Linked DNA regions of Sus scrofa: all the other regions are linked to region 3. The links are chromatin contacts, called in public Hi-C and HiChIP or PLAC-seq maps. All regions are on one chromosome and are shown on one strand. Each heading gives the region's core, a stretch centred on a gene start, on an enhancer-like site or on the middle of the called end of the contact. The rest is flanking DNA. Distances are from core to core; before and after follow the strand shown.

What was found. A called contact is a pair of places that touch in the nucleus more often than the background predicts. HiChIP or PLAC-seq counts read pairs in DNA pulled down with a chosen protein or histone mark.
Region 1: a contact with region 3 is called in a Hi-C map of liver, with 2.5 times the contacts expected there. The contact joins the promoter of GCK here to the promoter of CCM2 in region 3. A contact is called at or near these places in 1 of 5 promoter capture datasets (fetal liver), 1 of 47 Hi-C or Micro-C datasets (liver) and 1 of 2 datasets of contacts at active chromatin or transcription factors (alveolar macrophages).
Region 2: a contact with region 3 is called in an H3K27ac HiChIP or PLAC-seq map of alveolar macrophages. The contact joins the promoter of POLD2 here to the promoter of CCM2 in region 3. A contact is called at or near these places in 1 of 5 promoter capture datasets (fetal liver) and 1 of 2 datasets of contacts at active chromatin or transcription factors (alveolar macrophages).

What each region holds. Positions count from the first base shown.
Region 1 is chr18:50,977,112-50,981,424 of Sscrofa11.1, forward strand. GCK (glucokinase) reads left to right here and starts at 2,056. Exons shown (of 10, transcript XM_013985832.2): 1 at 2,056-2,710. The coding sequence starts at 2,666.
Region 2 is chr18:51,035,739-51,040,000 of Sscrofa11.1, forward strand. It overlaps POLD2 (DNA polymerase delta 2, accessory subunit), which reads left to right and starts at 2,571. Exons shown (of 11, transcript NM_001244996.1): 1 at 2,571-2,622; 2 at 3,897-4,171. The coding sequence starts at 3,946.
Region 3 is chr18:50,448,624-50,452,841 of Sscrofa11.1, forward strand. CCM2 (cerebral cavernous malformations 2 protein) reads right to left here and starts at 1,819. Exons shown (of 10, transcript XM_021079071.1): 1 at 1,367-1,819. The coding sequence starts at 1,396. It overlaps LOC100739791 (a long non-coding RNA gene), which reads left to right and starts at 1,889. Exons shown (of 6, transcript XR_002340445.1): 1 at 1,889-1,903.

The DNA.
Region 1 (4,313 bases), core at 806-3,305, 530 kb after region 3:
CACTGCTTCCCATCCTTGTCTCATGCAAAGGATGACACCCACCCAAAGAGGCTGGACGCCTGCACCCCAAGTCACTCTAAAACTTTACTTCTGACTGGAAGCCCATTCTATTTATTTATTTATTTGGGGGGCCACACCCATGCCATATGGCAGTTCCCAGGCTAGGGGTTGAATCAGAGCTGCAGCTGTCAGCCTACGCCACAGCCACAGCAATGCCAAATCTGAGCTGCATCTTCGAACTACACGGAAGCTCAACGCAATTCCAGATCCTTAACCCTCTGAGTGAGGCCAGGGATTGAACGCACATTCTCATGGATACTAGGTGGGCTCGTTACCGCTGAACCACACGGGAACTCCTGGAAGCCCATTCTAGACACAGCTGCACCTCGAGGGGCAGGGGCAGAAAGCCTCACATCTTGGAACCAGAGATTTGGGGAAATCCCAGGCAGATGGGGAAGAGAATGTGAGGTGGCCTCGGAGCAGCTCCTTACAACTGTGGCCTCAGTTCCCAGGGGATCACAAAGTGTTCTGATAGCTGTGGTTCCAGACTTGGTCTGCTGGCTTATGATCACACCTGCGAGGTGATCAGAGCTGAGCCATTCCCTCAGAACAGAGAATTACAATAGTGGAGCACAAACTGTGGCGCAGTCCACAATACAAATCAATGGAGAGAGGCTAGCCTACCCAACAAATATTAGACTCCTAGCTGTTACTATACACTAGCGAATTCTAGAGGGGCCAAAGTGTTAAATGTTTAAAAATTTTGGAAAAATATTAGAAGGAAGTGTGGAAGAACATTTTTCTAATTTTGGGTGGGAAATGCTTTTCTTAAAGACACCAGCTGAAAAAAAAAAAAAAAAAAAAAAAGAAAGCCAAGACTGAGATTCAGAAAAAAAGAAATACTTCTGTATGACGGAAGACACCACTGATCAAGCTGTAAGTTTAGCAGTAGACTGGAAGAGGGTTTTTTTTCTTTTTTTAAGTTTTACTGAGTAGAGTTGATTTACAAGATTGTGATAACAAAGTGATTCAGTTATGCATGTACACACATCCATTCTCTTTCAAATTCTTTTCCTACATAGATGATCACAGAATATTGGGTAGAGTTCTCTGTGCTATACAGCAAGTCTCCATTGGCCAATTATTTCATATACCTCAGTGTGCATAGGTCAATCAGCTGGGGGAGGTATTATAATTATAGCATATTTAACAAGCAGAGTATTAATAGATCTTATTGATGGAATATAAAAATAGTTCATACAAATTGAGAAGTAGAAGACAATTCAGTGACAAAACAGTTAATATATAATGTCATATATTATATAATATATAACAGTTAATATAAACGAATCATCCTTAGACAGATAACCATAAACATGTGAAAAAGGTGTCCAGCCCTTATGCAATTCAAATGGCAGTGATGGGCAAAAATCAGAAAGATTCTTCATCTCAAGTTTTGGCCAGTAAGTAGCCAAACTCCTAATGAAAGTGGAAGGACTCATAAATTGGTGAAACCATTTGAGGGGCCAATGCAGTCCTGTTGCACAATCACAAAACGTGCACAGCATCTGATCTAGCAATTCAGCCTCTAGGAACCATCCAAAAGAAACATGTGCATGTGTTCATGAAACAAACAAAAAATCTTGGTGAAAGACCAAGATTTATAACAGAAAAAAAACTGAAACTGCCCGGATGACCATCAACAGGAAGTTGGTTTAAAAATGTTACAGCACATCCATCTGGCGAGGTCCCACCGGGCACTCCTTGCTCCTTCTGCGGGATCCCAGCTCAGGCCGGGAAGGCAGTGACCAAAGCTCGAGGGTGGTCTGGGCACATGTGGCAATGCTGGTGGCCAAGCTATCCACTCCCTCTCCTCTGGTTCTTAGACTCATGGGGCCTCTACTTTTTAGGTCGTGAGTTTGGAAGACCCTGTGACCCTGCCATGGGAACTGTGCAGGTGGCAAAGTCTGCGATGATAAGGCGATTGGGCTGTTGCTATGGCGATGGGAATGGAGGCCCAGTTTTCTGCATGGCAGCTCTAATGACAGGATGGTCAGCCCTGTGGAGGCTGGAGGGTGTGAGCGCAGAGGCCTGCTCCTGGTTGCCATGGCAGTGTGGGCCCTCACGGGAGCACAGAAAGCCCTGGCAGGAGAATTTCCCATCCACACCTGGTTGGAGCAGGAAGTGTTGGGCAGTGACTGAGCCTTGGGGAAACAGGTTGGGGTGTGAGAGAGAAACACAGTCGCCTGCAGCCTAATTACTCAAACGCTGCCCCTCAGAGAAAGAGTCTGCTGAGTCTATTAAGAGAACACCACGCCGTCAGAGATCAGCACAGCCCAGAGAAAAAGCTGACCAGCCCTGACCAGCCCTGGAGCCCGGCGATGGCCCTGCCCTGGCCACACCCAGCCTGACGAGGCCTCCGTGGGGAAGGGTCCCGGCTGCGACCCAGAAGGGGAGGCTCTCAGGCTTGCTGGAGAACAATGAAAAGGAGGAAACTCTGTGATTGAACCTCAAGCCAGAGTCCAGCCAGAGGGTGGGCCCTATTCTCCCAGACACCCAGGCTGGCCGTGCCACTCACCTGGAAGAAGCTGGGGCTATTTCTGCCTTGGAAGCCTGTTGGGGAACGCAGAGGGGTCCCAGCTCCCACGGGCTGGCTGCAGTACAGATGCTGGATGACAGAGCCAGGATGGAGAGCGCCAAGAAGGAAAAGGTAGGTCTCTGCCCCTTCTGGTTTTCTACAAGGGTTTCTCATACTCTCCTCCATCCAGGGGCTTGTTTGGCTTGGACAAGTGTCTGCTCCTTGGTATCTGACCGTATGTGTAGCTGCTTTAGGGACGATCCACTTGGGGTGAATTGTGTGGCGCTAACTTTGTTGGGCAGACCAGGTCCTTTCTCCAGGGCTCCAGACTCCGGCCCTGTGACCTAGAAGGCACAGGCTGCCAGGAGGCCTGGGAGGTGACCCCCACTCCGTAAAGGGTCTGGGAAGTTTAGAGCCCCAGCCGGGGAGCTTGGGGCCTGGGATCTTGGGGGTAGAACCCACTTGCTTAGGGGCAGAAGCAAGACCCTACAGTCATCATGGAAAGGCTCAGAAAGCCAGGCTTCCCCGAAGAGAGCTCTCTTGCTCAGGAGCCTGAGGCCCATTGCTCCAGGCCAGGAGCAGAGAGAGTTACATTTTCCAAAACCAAGAAAAATCCAGACGTCCTCTGGGGCAGCCCTGTGCCCAAGCAGTGCGCAGAGGAGCCAGAGCTGGCGGCAGGGTGGCGGGGAGAGCAGGCCGCTCCTCCAAGCCGGGCTGGGCGGAGGCGTTGGAGGAAAGGGCCCGCGGCCAGTCCCTCCGGCGTGGTTTCCTCCTCCCCTGCCGTTTCTTCTCCTTGGGTGAAATGACGAGGTCAGCATAAACCCGGGGCTGGTTCTGCTCCTGGCAGAGCTAATGATGTCGGGAGAAAAACAACCACCCAGAGCCGGACGCCCACAGCTGCAGGCAGCAGGAAGCCCATGTCTGCCGGTCCCTGGGGCTGTGGTCAGAGCTTGGCTGAGAAATCTTGCACAAGGGGCCGTGGGGGGCACCGGGGAGAAGGGAGGTGGTGTCTTTGGCACAAGCAGAGAGCTGGTGTGGTGACAGCGGGAGATGGGGCCTGTGGCCTGCTATGGGGACCTGGTGTGGGGAGCCCACCACCTCAGCCCCATGGGGCTGGCCCACGCCCCTGCTCCTTTGTCCCCGGGGACACAATGCTCCGTGTGGGAAACCATTTCTGTTCCACCTGCACACGGGGTGCTGGTCCCCGATCAGGAGCCAGGCTGGCTCCTGAGCACAGGCGGGTGGGAATGGGGGGGGGGTTGTCTCACGGATCACTGACAGCCTTGTCAGGCCTGGGAGCATGGGGGAGGCACTGCCTCTGGAGGCGCTTTAAGAGGACACCAAAAATATCAGCCATCAAGACAAATAATGTATATATGTTTTTTATGGCCTCACCCACCGCATATGAAAGTTCCCAGGCCAAGGGTTGAATCCGATCTACACAGCGGCTTCAGCAATGCCCGATCCCTTAACCCACTGTGCCGGGCCGGAGGATCAAACCCATGCCTCCGCAGTAACCCGAGCTGCTACGGTCGGATTCTTACCCCACTGTGCCACAATGAGAACTCCAAGACAAATATTTTAATGCAAATTCCTAAGAATCAAAATTAATGCAAAAAAATTATGATGAGCAAAATGCCAAATTTCCAAAGAAAGAGGGCCTGAGTGCTGCTGGTTTTTTTTGTTTTTTTTTTTTTTTTCACTTGTCTCAGCCCTGTGTTGGCTGCCCTTAGAG
Region 2 (4,262 bases), core at 1,321-3,820, 590 kb after region 3:
ATGAGACTAACTTCTCCTCGCCCTCGGGGCTGGTGCTATCTTGAGCTCTACCCGTCTGTTTTGGATGCCTTGATAAATCTCTCTTGCTTTCCTGACTTGGCCTTGTGCGTTCTTCCTTCGGCAACCTAATATCATAGGTGAGCCTTCTAGAAGGCCCTCTGCCTGTAAGGCCGTTCTGCCCAGCCCTTGCTTTCGTGGGAGCCTGTACTTATTTCAAGGGGCCCAAACCCAAAGACACGGCTTCTGTTAAGGCTTTTGGCTGCCCTCTGCTCTTTGATAGTCCTGCACACATCACTGAGGAACACGTCACATGTCACAGTCACAAAGGCCAAAGTGGAGAACACAAATCAGGGTTCTTCTTCTTCTTCTTCTTCTTTTTTGTCTTTTTAGGGCCGCACCTGCGCATATGGATGTTCCCAGACGAGGGGCTGAATTGGAGCTGCAGCTGCCAGCCGCCACAGGGATCTGAGCCACGTCTGTGACCTAGGCCACAGCTTGCGGCAACGCCAGATCCTCCACCCACTGAGCAAAGCCGGGAATTAAATCTACATCCTCACAGAGACAAGGTCTAATTCTTAACCTGTTGAGCCACAACGGGAACTCCAGGGGTTCATTTTATAAAATGAAATAAAGAGTTAGCAATTGCAGGTCCCAGTCCAGGAGCTAAGTGCTGGCGCACATCCTTGCAGGACAAGGCCTGGCACCGTGTTCACTACAGAAAGATGAAGAAAGACAGTAGGCTGTGTCCCTCCCTTTTATCACAAAAGCAGATTTCTCAGAAGCCTGACAGGCACTCCCCCAATCCCTACCAGACTTCCCCTTATGTCTCTGCCAGACCTGATCTCATTACTACCTCTGGCTGCCAGGGAGGCCAGGGAAGTCAACACGCTAGCCTCTCCATCGTACAGCCAGCCAGGAGAAGAGAGTCAAGGACTGATGCCTTGGGGTCTAGGACAGACCCCCTTAGCTGCCCCAACTGTGCACCTGGCCCAGACCTGCGGGTAGCAGAGCTCAGTGGAAAGGCTGCACGGCTCCATGCCTGAGCACTCGCCCAGGAGAAGCAGGCAGGTGGGTTCCAATTCTAGCCCTGGGGAAACTATGAATCTTTTTGTAAAGTGGAGATAATAGTACTTGCCTCACAGGGCTAAGGTAATTCTCAATGAGATGATGTTCTTAAGACACTTAGCCCATTACCTCCCCCCCCCCCAAAAAAGCCCATATATTCATTCAACAAACATAAGCTGAATTGGGAGTCTCCGTGTGCCAGGCACCGTGATAAGTGAACTGGACTGGGTTCCCATATGCCCTTGAGGGCAGATTTATCCAAACACATCCAACTGGATGTTTGACAAGTGCCTAATTAAATGGCAGGGGCAAAAGCAAAGTCACGGTTAATTAGGTGGGTAATTCAGCTGCACATGCAGAAGGCCAGCACACATACAATGTCAGGCTGCCTTGGTGTGTGTCCTAGCTGGTATTCACTAGCCCTGTGACCTCATTGTGCCTCAGTTTCTCCATCTTCAAACGGTTATGTGAGGATTAGCTGGATTAATACGCGTCGAGAATTTCAAATAGTGTTAGGTCCATAGCAAAGGCTTTTATGTGTTATCCATCATTATCTGTCTACTTTGCGGCGGAGACGAAACCGAGATTTGGGAAACAGATGTAGTGACAGAGCAGAACAGCATGTGCCAAAGGGCACCGGAGACTACATCCCAGAGCTGGTGGGTATGGAGAAGTTTCATGGGGAAGGGCCACTCGCGCTTGCTTAGGAATTCTGGGATGGGTGGAGATGTGTAAAAGAGACATCCTCTCACCTCCCCGAAATGGGGGACGGCCGGGGGAGGCCCTGGTGGGTAGGAAGGAGCGTGGATGATGAGGGCAGCGAGGACAACAGTGACTGGGGGGTGTCGGGTGGAGGCTGGCAGAGCTGTTGGCCCTGTGCGAAGAGCTGAAGACAGCTGGTCTGCTTCCCTCACCCTCACCCTACAAGGCCTCCCCTGCCGTCCTGGAGCCCAGTGCCCGGCCCAGTTCTAGGACTTGCCTCGGAGTCATCGCTCCCCTTGGACGGTGCAAACATCTGCCTTGGTCCTCCCACCCTGTTTTCAGAAGCGGTGTCCACCAGAGTCGGGCACCAGGCCGGATCCTGGGGAGGCGCGACAAGGGCTAACACTCGGGAAAGTGCGGTGACCTCAGCGACAGCCCAGGTCGGAACGACGGACAGCACAAACGTGACCGTGAGTACCTTGACGCCAAACCAAGCCGGTTTTGCCCAAGGAACCGGGGGCGTGACCCCGCGCACGCGCAAGGCTCAGGAGGCGGAGCGCGCGGCAATGTATGGGGCAGAGCGCGCTCGGATTGGCGGGAGAGGGGGGTTGCGCGAAGGTGGGCCGGCCCCGCGGTGATGGACGGAGCTGGGAGCGCAGCGATTGGCCGGATGCAGCATGGGCGGGATGAGGTGCGCGGACTGGCGGGAGACAGTGCGCGGCGGTGGGCGGGCCCGGCGGTGAGGAGCGCGGTGGGGCGCTCGGCGATTAGCAGGATACGGCAGTGGGCGGAGCGGGGCGCGCGGATTGGCGGGAGACGGCGCGCGGCAGTGGGCGGATCGCGTCGCACAGCGAGGTAAGTGGGGTCTCGTGTCGCCCTGGCCAAGTAGGGGCCCGGGTGTCCACTCGTAGCGGCGGGTTGAGCGGCGTCTCGCTAGGGCTGAGCGGTGTCTCTGCTGTATCCCCCCCAAGACGGCCCCAGGGCGCGGGCCGAGGCCGTGGTCTGGGGCTTATGGCCCTAGGGCTCCTTCCGAGACTGCGGCTAGAGTGCCGCCCCGGCTCTGCACTTTGGGGCAGAAAGTTAATTCAGATTCCGTCTCAGCCCATAGCTGTTCGATAGGGACAGAATACAAGTCACCTAGTACCCAATCTAAAAAGGCCATTTAAAAAAAAAAAAAAAAAGAGGAGGGAGTAGAAATTGAATTTAGTGCCTGCCACATCTTATTTAACCCGTTACACGCAAACTGTTATCATCCCAGCACGCATGTAGAGTAATGACTGAGCTACTCCTTCCACTGATCTTGGAACCTGCTGTGGATTTCACGCCTGAAGCACATCTCAGTGGGGCTCGTGGCTGCTTCTGGAAAATGGGCTCAGGTGCCTATACCTCTGCGCTCCTGGAGGTTTTACTCTAGTCCGAGGAGGCAGACAGTAAACTTAAAATGTATTGTTTGTTGGAAGATCACTGCCATGGAAAACAATAAACACTGGAGAAGCAGAAGTGGCAGGGGAGGGTTACAGGTGGAGAAGGTGAGTTTTGAGCAGCCTGAAGGCAGTGAGCCACACGTGTGTGGGAGAAGAGCTGGCCACGGGATGGGGGGGGGGGGGAGGTGCAGGAGAGTGGAACCAGGAGGGCAGATCTCTTAGGCCACTGTAGGGACTGGGGTTTTTATTCTGTGAAATGGGGAATCTTTGGAGGTTTTTGAGCAGAGAAGTGAGTACTTATATTATTTAATAACTTTATAGTAGGCTTGTGTGATAACAGGCTGGCTTCACACCCTGAGATGGGGCAGATGCCCAGGAGCTGGCTGGAGGCGGAGGAGGCATTCCACTTGGGGGGGTGGAGTTTGAGACCCCGAGAGTTGTCCAGGTGGAGGCGTGCGGCAGGCAGGGGACCCTTGGGATGGTTTGGAGAACTGTGGGTGGGAGAAGCATTTCCTAGCTTTCCTCATCTCCCCTTTGGGTGAAGGGTACGGGGCAAGGCGTTGGTAGCACAGTCGAGTTCCAGGTGCTGGTCACTACAGGTCTCCCCCTCCTCCTGGTGCTCTGTGGGCACAGAGGAGCCACACCAGGAACGCAGCTGCTGTGGGCGTGGGCTGGGGCTTCAGGACTGCATTTGTGTTCTCACAGGGTCCGCCTCCTCCTCGGCCTGGCCTCAGTAGGTCTGGACGCATCAAGCATGGCCATGTTTTCTGAGCAGGCTGCCCAGAGGGCGCACACTCTGCTGTCCCCACCATCAGCCAGCAACGCCACTTTTGACCGAATCCCCGTGGTGACTTACACCAACTCGTCCCAGCCCTTCCGACTAGGGGAGCGCAGCTTTAACCGGCAGTATGCCCACATTTATGCCACCCGCCTGGTCCAGATGAGGCCCTTCCTGGTGAGCCGGGCCAGGCAGCGCTGGGGTAAGTGATGAGTTTGGGGAAGTGTTTCTGTGTTTGTTGGGCACCAGTCTCCTGTGCCTTGGGGCCGTCTTTCTTTTCATAATCACGTGGC
Region 3 (4,218 bases), core at 569-3,068:
TCGTTAACCGCTGAGCCACGACGGGAACTCCAGACGTGTGTATGGATAACATAAGAAAGGAAGGAGTAAAGGAGGTGGGAGAAGCGGCATTACACAGTCCTCTGAAGACCACCTGCCTGCACTTCCCTTCAAATACCTCAGTAAAATGGGGCACCCTGCGATGCGTAATCATCGCCGCAAGGACGGCTGCCTCTGAAAAGCAGAGGGTCGCGGAATTTATCAAGGTCTTTTATTAAACTTGTGTATAAAAGTGCACACACATTTATCAAAACGAAAATAATAGGTAAGACACGTCAATTATAAAGCCTGTATTTGAAAAAGATGCACTGCATTGAAACCCATTTTCCATTTTGATGACAGCTTATCCCACGTGGTTATTTGTCTCCGAAAAATGGTGAGTTTATCGATTACTCTAGCCTGTAATTAAAGCCACACTTTTAAAATTACACAGACTGAGGAACCTCTTGAACTATGTCCTAAATCTAACTGCCAAACATAACATCACTGAAATCACTCAGCTGGGATTAGGTAGAGCAAAACTCGACCTCTGCGGGCCTACCGTGAGTGAGCCTGCTGTACCATGAAACACGGTTTTTGCTTTTACTTGATACCCCAAAATTGAAGTCAACTCAGCAGCAAATGTTTCTCCATTACCGTACACCCCATTTTCTCAAAGATACTAACCCTGGAAAACTTTCTGGCCCATAACCAGGGCCAGCTCCTCTGCAGCCCCTGGTCACTGACCCGCGGGGAAGGCCATGTGGACAGCCTGGGTTTGGGGCAGAGTTACTGACCGGAAGGGGCGGAAAGGCGTGGCTCCTTCCTCCCCCGCGCTCCCGGCCGGCAAAGGACCACCTAACCCCATTGTCCAGGGGCTCGCCTCGTACTCCATCGCGCAGAGACCGACTCCCACGACCCTGTCCGGGACTGACCGTGGACTGTCCACCGGGGGGCCCTGGCCTGCCCGCCACGCTCACCCCAACCGCGGGTGCCTCCGGGCCTCTCCACGCCGGACTTCCAACCTGGGGCCTCTCCACGCCGGACTCCCGCCCGGGACCTCCCTGTGCCTGGCCTCCCCACGCCGGAGTCCACACGCCAGACTCCCGTCCCGGACCTCCCCACGCCTCGCCTCCCCACACTGAACCTCCCAAATCAAAACTCCCCTCCACGGACCTCCCGAAACCAGACTTTCCCACGCCCCGCACCGGCAGACCGACAGGCGGCCCCGAGCGACCCTCCCGCGTCCCCCTCACTCCCCCCCTAGTCCCAGCCCCAGACCCTCCGCCTTCCGCCAGCCTCCTGCCTTGGTCGGGGGTCCAGCCCACCCCGCGCCCGGCCCTCGGGAGGACGCGCCCCGCAGCCTCACCTTCTTGCCCTTCTTGCTCTCTTCCTCCATGTCGCCGCGAGCGGCCCCCGCGGCCCGGCCCGCCCCGGGAGCCCCGCGCCGCCCGCGGCCGCTACATGCTCGCCCCGGCCCCGCGGCCGCCGCCGCTCCTGCGCCGCTAGCCTGGCCGCAGTCTCCTCCCGCGGCCGCCAGGGGCCGTCCGCGCCCTGCACCCCGCACCCCGCACTTCCGGACCGAGGGCGCAGCCCCGCCCCCGCGACCACGCCCCGCCCCGCGCGCGCACGCCCCCTCGGCCCACACGCTCCGCCCCCAGCCCTTCCAGGCGGCCGAGAACGCGCCTGCCCTGCCCGCCCCTTTCAGGGCCGCGGGAGCGCGCCTGTCGCGCCCCTGTCCCACCCCACGCCCTTCAGGGAGGGCCTGCAGCCCGCGCCCACAAGCCCGGCGCCTCAGGGCCGCACGAGCGGCTCCAGCGTTTCAATTCTGCCGCCATCTTTTGGGCAGCCAACTTCCCAGCCTGCCTCACGCTCAAGCAGATTAGGCTCAGGCCGCCAAGAAACGGTGGGCGGGGCCGGCGGGAGGGGCGGGGCCTGTGGGAAGGTGAGGACGGGAAGTGGGGGTGTGGGGGCTCTGGGAGGGGCTGGCGAGAGGGGGCGCGGTCATCGGAGGCGGGGCTGCGGACCGGAGTGGTTGGCGGGAGTGGGAGGGCGGGGCCTGCAGGAAGGTGAAGGCGGGAAGACCTGGGCGGGGCTGCTCGAGGAGCGGGGCCTCGGGGAAGGGGCACAGGACCACTCCCTTTCCTTTCTCCCTTTGCCCTTCTTTCGTGTGGGTGCAGTGAAACTTTTTGCTAAGACTTCCTGTGTTTCAGCGTCAGCCTTCCTTAGACAAACACGTTGGGAAAGTTTAAATGCAACAGCGAGTACGTCCGGACCCTACCAGAATAAAATGTAGAACGGGAGTTCCCTTCGTGGCTCAGTGGTTAACGAGTCCCACTAGGAACCATGCGGTTGAGGGTTCGATCCCTGCCCTCGCTCAGTGGGTTGGGGATCCAGCGTTGCCCTGAGCTGTGGTGTAGGTTGCAGACGTGGCTCGGATCCCGTGTTGCTGGGGCTGTGGTGCAGGCTGGCGGCTACAGCTCCGATTAGATCCCTCACCTGGGAACCTCCGTATGCTGCGGATGCGGCCCTAGAAAAGACAAAATGAATAAATAAATAAAACCTAGAACCTTTTTTTTTTTTTTAATGGCACATAGAGGTTCCCAGGCTAGGGGTCGAAATGGAGCTACAACTGCCGGCCTACACCACAGCCACAGCCACGCAGGATCTGAGCTGTGTCTGCGACCTACACCACAGCTCACAGCAACACGGGATCCTTAACCCACTGAGCGAGGCCGGAGATCAAACCTGCAACCTCATGGTTACTAGTCGCATTGGTTTCCTCTGCACCACAAAGGGAACTCCCACACACAGAACCTTAATAGTCACCTAGAAATAACAGCCACCTTTTACCGATGAGGTCCAGAGAGATGGTTTGCCCAAAACACACTGTGAAGTGGAGTCAGCAGCAGCAGGCCCACTGTTTTGCCACCAAACAGCTGCCAGTAAGAACCCTGCTGTTCAACTAAAATGTAAACTGATACCAAACAAAACAATATTTGTCTCGACTGGTTAACTTTTTAGAGTGTTAGATCCTGTGCCAGGGGTCAATGGTCTCTCTCTCGGCTCCCATCGTGGGATGGAGCTGGGCCCTTTGAGCTGTCCTCCCTTGCCAGGCGGCCCAGTGTGAAGCTTTGCGGGTAGAAACTGCAGGGAGGCAGTGCAGGAGGAAGGAGCTTTACTGCCTGGTTCCAGTGAGCTTTCTGAAAAAGCACCTGCAGAAAGAGGCCTCTAAAGCACCCACCTTCCTACATCAAGGGTAACTTCTCCAGCTCCAGGTTCTCGCAAGCACCTGGCTCTCCAGTGCCGGGAGCACCCAGCTCCCCTGTGGTCTGAGGTCGGCGAGACGCCGCCTTCAGGAACAGTTTTCCCACACTCTGGAGGGTGGACTACAGCAAGTTCTGCCAGCACTTCTCTGCCATTCCTTGAGCAGAGCTGTTCTCTACCAAAGGCTGGACCTCAGCCTGGGGGGGTTGAGGGGGCGAGGTTATTCCTCAGAAGCTTAGCACTCAGAATAGTAGCTGCCCTTATATCTACTATCATTGTGGCCTTCAGAGTTCTCTCCATTTTTTCTTAACTTTTTTAAAAATTGAAGTAGAGTTGATTTACAATGTTGTGTTAATTTCAGGCATCCAGCAAAGTGAGTCAGTTATATATATTCGTTTTCAGATTCTCTTCCCTTATAGGTTATTACAAAAATACTGAGGGTAGTTCTCTGTACTATCCAGTAGGTCCTGTTGGTTACCTATTTTATGTATAGTAGTGTGTATATGTTAATCCCAGACTCCAAATTAATCCCTCCCCCTCCCTTCACTTTTAACAGCCATTCCCTTGTTACTGTAATTCTCTGTATTAAACCCTTCCTGCACTGTTTGTCTCCTGATTGGACCCTATTAGATAAAGACACCAAAGAAACAAGTAGTCCCCAGCACTCCCTAAAGGCATTAGGTACTGCAGTCCCTGGGTACATAAAGCAGAAGTGTGGGAAATGACCTTTCAGTCTCCCTCCTGCAATAGTTTAGCTTGCCACATGCACAGACACGAATAACGCAGTGCATTCAGTGGTTGTTCCATCCACCACTACGGAACATTGGTCTGATATTTTAAGATCTTCCACTGATGTACCTTTCCATAGTTGTCTCTCTGTAACACTGTAAATAACGCTACTAAAACTTCCCTTAACCTAGGTTTAGGAAAAACTCACTCAACTCCTATATTTCT